2 separate regions of the Dromaius novaehollandiae genome follow, and region 2 is linked to region 1. A link is a contact called in public Hi-C data. All regions are on one chromosome and are shown on one strand. The core of a region is the stretch at or near the end of the contact, and the rest is flanking DNA. Distances in the headings are between cores, read along the strand shown.

Region 1 (2,794 bases), core at 199-2,698:
ATCCGATTAGAGACGTTTGGCACACTATGAACAACCAGTGTTTCAGTAACTTGTTGAGCTTGATTACCTTGGAGGGTTTGACAGGAAAAATAATGTTTTCCTTAAGGTTGAAACAAATGTTACTAAAAACAACAGCAACCAAGGACTAAAGTAAAGAAGCCATTTCTATCTTCCTTATGATTAAGCTCACAGAAGGACTTCTGCTTTATTGAAATGTAATACCTATCCCTTGGTACCTCTATGCACTTTGGTCTTTACATCCAATGAGCTCTTTAATCTCACACTAAAGAGCCCACCGGTCCAAGCTGGTTCTCAGCCATCCACAAAAAACTGTAGTCTTCAGAAGAAATGATTTCCCTTTCCCCCTCCATCAACTGATTTTCAAAGCAGAGCCAAAATAATCACACCGCAAGCATACTTACATGGTGCACAGTCACCTGAAATATGTGGGGATCACTTCATTTCCAGGCTATATTTATCATTCACAGTACTTAACTGCAGACATACAGTAAAATGTTAAGGTAATAAAAGAGATTTTCAATAACGTTGTTGAAAAGAAGTTAAAACAGAAATTTAAGAAGAGCTTGGTAAATCCTGAAACAGGAAAAAGCTGAATATGTCATTTCAGCATCATGGCTTTTCTTCAGTTCTTGATCCTGTCTCTGTTTTAAAAGCAGATCCCTCTCTCCAATTTCTTCATGCTCTTTAAATCAAGGGCCCCATTGGACTAATGTAATCCATATGCTTACTACTCCTTACATGCCATTCATAAAGTCAGCTAAGCTGAATTATGGCCCCATCACACACACACCCCTATTGCTGATTACCTTTATCACAGAAAGACACATTTGAAGACAAAACAAACAGAATGTGACAAAGGTGAAGTTTAAATGGCTTCAAGAAACGTTTTGATACACATTTTTGTTAGAAGTCAGGACAACAATATTTTGAGAGATATTTGATTAAATAACTTTAAAAATCATCAGAATTAAATTGAGTAAATATAAGCAATACATGAAAGCAAACTATCAGCTACATATTCAATACTGACTAGACACAGAAGTCATTCCTCTTTTCAGAAAACACACTTTTATATTGGAGGGGAGTGTATCAGGAATTTCACACAAGGATCTTGTGTTTATAATTTTAAAAAGGTCCTGTACTCTATGTGGCGCAGTGTAGGATAAGCAGTTGGTTCCGTATTTATGTGGTAAGGAAGCTGCTGGACATGAACATATAAATTAAAAGCTCTCCTCACTACCCTGGTGAAGAAATGAACAATTAGCAAACAAGAACAATTAGCAAAATCTTGCTTGAAAACAACGTTCTTATCCCTAAGAATGGGGATTTGCCATATTTATTGTTTCTCTAGAAGGCAGTAACAGGGCTTGCAAAACATGGAGACAGAGTGGCTGTGACAGCTGGTATAAATTACAGCAGAGGCAGAAGGGCTGGTGCAGGTTTTGTCGGTAGCTGCTGGCAGGCAGAACGGATAGGAGGCAGGAAGCAGCGGCGCGGGATCAGAGGAAGGCCACAGGGAAACACTGCTCTTCCGAGAACATTAGACAAAGCAAAAACTGGATGGGTGCACTAAGTAGCAAAGCGAATGCCATCCTGACTCAAGTGAAGCACACACTTTCAAACCAGAATGCTCTACAGTCCTCAAGGCAAAAAGCTAGCTACACTCAGACACAGATAAGGAGCGTTGGGGGTAAAAAGAGAACAATTAGATTTTTTTTGTGCAGCTGTGGGTGGCCACAAGCCTTTTAATAATTCTGTCATAAGCAATGGGCAACAAGAGAGGTTAACATTAGACTCTTAGAGTAGATCCAAAACTCAAGTGATGACTGCTTCTGGCCCAATAAAGGTGCCTCACCAAGTTTTTGTGTATAATGGGCTGTTAGCTTCCCTGTGGACTTGTCCTCCATTTACATCTCACCCTAAGGGAATAATATATACAGTGTACTGCTGCCTAACACTTAACAGAGCCAACAGCATCAAAAGTACAAGACATTGATCCTCCATCATTTCCTAAAATACAAAGAAGTATCTGCATACAGATATTCAAAATTATGTTTATTTGCATTGTGCTATGGCAGTGCAATGGTCTAAACAACAAAAAAAGCGTGCCACCAATGGCTTGAAACTTAATAACACAACTGACATGAATTCACTTCCTTTCAGTGTGACTTTTCACACCCATGGGTGAAATAAACTCTTACATGCTGTGGCTCCCTTAATAGACGCCCTCTGAACATTTGAAGCTTGAGAAACCAAAAGCTGGTATCAAGCCCATGCCTTCCAGGCATCAAACTATTATCAGACTAGCCTTAGTGGCCTTTAATTTATTATTTTGTCTAGTGGGTGCATGTCGGCTTCACTACAAAGAGATTTAATTAGTCGGTAATTTGACATTGCAACACACTGACTAGACCAATGGAAAGGGACATGTATGGACCTGCCGAGCAAACTGCACACGTGCATTAACTTGGAAATGAGAACAGCTAAGATGTCCAAGCTAACTTGTTTTAACCACCACAATAGTAATACAAATATGGAGTAATACACAAAAAAGTGCTAAAACTTTGTTCATACCTGAGTTACAGAAGGTCGAGGGGGCAATGCAGGTGGTGGTGGTGGCAGCCAGCCAGACCTCGCAGCTAAACAGTGAGAGAAAATAAATTAAAAAAATAAATAAATAAACCAACCCACTTTCACTCACTCACAAATATAACCAGAAGCAATTTCCCTGACAATTCCTAATGAAGAGACAGTATTCAACATTTTAAAAAGA
Region 2 (2,794 bases), core at 91-2,590, 110 kb after region 1:
TACAGATGATAGGATATCAACGTACTTAAGAAATAAAAGTAAAGAGCACTTGAAACTCTATCAAAAAGCTGTCCTTCTTTCAAAAAAACAGATAAAAGAAACAAAATAGTATATGTCTACATTAGCAAGTAATGTCATAGAAAAGGAGTGGATCTCTAGAGCAAAGCAATTCATTTTGAGCTTTGCCCCATGCTAAACATTTGGGGTTTTTTTGGTTTTTTTTTTTTACATTAGACTATCTCTAGTCTGCTTCTGTATGACTAACCATCATTGGCAGTTGGAGCATATTTCCAATTTAGTTTCATCCAAAAGGAATCCAGTTCATGTGCTCTGAGACCACCCTGCGCTGTAAACCAAAGTGCGGGAAGTGGGGACAATCAGAAGGTTTGCTGGAAAGTACACTCCTGATCCAAACTAAAATGTAAATTTTAAGCCTAGAAGACTAATACCAGGATACTAAAGCAACTTTTTGTGAGGTCACCTAAATAACAAATAAAAGTTATCTGCAAAGTCATCTACCTTTTTTTTTCCTCCTACTTGCTTGTTTTGCCTGTGAAGAGATCCCCCATAAGCATTCACAAAGATACTTTGTCTCTCTTTCAAATTTGTTCCTTATATATAATTTATGCTATCAGGGAAGTTGCAACCATGGTGAAAACTACTTATTTTGCTCACCAATAACTGTCTCCTTGGACAGCCTCATCTTCCTGTATCCAACTGTTTTCTCCTCTAAGAATAAGTTTATAGAGAGATCTCTAAGAGAGACCTCTTAAGAATAAATCTAAGAATAAGACAGAACTTCAGGTCAACAGCTGACTTCTTCCTATGGTGTTTGCAGAGTGCTGACAGAATCAGATTCTGATCTGATTCTGATCTGGTTGTGGTATGGATGTAATTGTAACACATAATTAATAGTAAAGCCATCCTGACATCCAGTTAACTACATCTCAGTCAATGCTCCAAAAAAGAAACCAGGTTATTCACAACCTTCCTTAATCTCACATGCAAACTTTTTAAAAAGTGAGATATAGCCAAAAAAGACTTCTCATGCAGAAATATGTTACCATGTAGTCTGTACTTGCCTCCTTAAATCTCAGCAAGAAACAGATTCTGCATAAAAAAAGAGAGTACAGATGCCCTGTTCACAGTTTTCATTGCTCTCCTGTCCTCACAATGCACTTCACAGCAGAAATTAAGGAAGGCAAAACACAAAATAGTAAGTCCAAATGCTAGCATTCTGAGCAGGCAGCGAGAAACTTGAGGTAGGATTAGAATTCAGCAGTTCTGATTCCCTGAATTATTTTGGCCAAGTCACTTAGGCCCTTCTCACATTACATTTCCAGCTGTATGGAGAAATAGTTCAAATATGTAAGCTTAGATTTTTCGAAAGCCCCCTGTGTTAGGGATTTCCTCAACTGATGCTCAATCTCAGACACCTTTTAAAGAGGTTCTCTGCAGCATCTCAAATTTCAAGGTGCTTTTAAAAGTCAGGCTTTATTTAATTTGACCCAGTTGTGCTGCCTTCTGGCAAAGCCATCATTTTGCTAAAACTTTTTTCCTTTAAGGAGACCCTTTAGATAATATTTAAATGTATGTCAAATAAGGCCTTGACAGTATCCCATGATACTGGGAGTCCCTGTACTCATATTTAGCTCAGTTGTCTCTCACTGAAGTCCTACCTATATACCGCAATTTACTCCCATGCCAGCAAATGAAATCACATGAATGGAGTTTTCACCTGCTTTCTCAGTTTCCTCATCTGCAGAAGAAAAAGAAGTGGCAGAGAGATAACAATACTTGCTGGCTGTTCAGTGGACTCAACACTCCAGCTATTGCATTGAACCAGCAACGAAGTGCTAATGCTACTGATTTGCATGATGCCTATGGTGCAGTTTCACAGTCAGTATAAAGTAATCTTTCAGCAACAGGGCTTTGATTTCTATGACCATAGGACCCTGTTTGAAGATCAACAACTGATTTGGAGAGATGGGATCCAGCTCACTAAATGGGGCACATGCATCTTTGCCAACAGGCTGGCCAACCTGACAAGGAGGGCTTAAACTAGGAAAGATGGGGGAAGGGGAGAGTTACAGAGACCATGAAGTCAGCAAAACAGGGCTCAAGTGAGGACACCTCCAGCAATTGCATGCATCTAAGGAAGTACCTACAAGACAACACTATGGAGAATCCTCTTGCACCCCCTCCTGGGAAATCAGCATGCTCAAATACCTCTCTGAAGTACCTGTACACAAATGTACACAGCATGGGGAATAAACAGGAAGAATGAGAGATCTGTGTGCAGTCGCAAGGCTATGATCTCATTGCAATTACAGAGACACGGTAAGATAGCTCGCATGAGTGGAATGCTGCCATGGATGGCTACATGCTTTTTAGGAAGGACAGGCCAGGAAGGTGAGGTGGGGGAGTTGCCCTTTATGTGAGAGAGCAACTCGAATGTATTGAGCTCTGCCTAGGGGTGGATGATGAGCAGATGGAGATCCTATGGGTAAGGATTAAAGGGCAGACTAACATGGGTGACGCTGCTGTGGGTGTTTGCTGCAGGCCATCTGATCAGGAACAGGAAGTAGATGAGGCCTTCTACAGACAGCTGGAAGTAGCCTCATGATCACAGGCCCTGGTTCTCATGGGGGGCTTTAACCACCCTGGTATCTGCTGGAGGAAATACACAGCAAGGCACAAGCAATCCAGGAGGTTCCTGGAGAGCACTGTTGATAACTTCCTGACACAAGTGATGGAGGAGCCAACGAGGAGAGGTGCACTGCTGGACCTTGTA

What was found. Hi-C and Micro-C count contacts between places; a contact is called where the count stands out from the background.
Region 2: a Hi-C map of brain shows a contact between it and region 1, with 4 times the contacts expected there. The contact joins two enhancer-like sites. A contact is called at or near these places in 3 of 4 Hi-C or Micro-C datasets (brain, liver and ovary).

Annotation. Positions count from the first base shown.
Region 1 is chr1:135,733,168-135,735,961 of bDroNov1.hap1, forward strand. REPS2 (RALBP1 associated Eps domain containing 2) reads right to left here. Exons shown (of 17, transcript XM_064499653.1): 14 at 2,596-2,660. Among named protein-coding and RNA genes, the nearest start is that of REPS2, 84 kb to the right of the region's middle. Within about 2 kb of position 1,449, at least 2 of the 2 cell types and tissues checked have open chromatin away from gene starts, as enhancers often do.
Region 2 is chr1:135,840,116-135,842,909 of bDroNov1.hap1, forward strand. No RefSeq gene overlaps it. Among named protein-coding and RNA genes, the nearest start is that of RBBP7, 12 kb to the right of the region's middle. Within about 2 kb of position 1,341, at least 1 of the 2 cell types and tissues checked has open chromatin away from gene starts, as enhancers often do.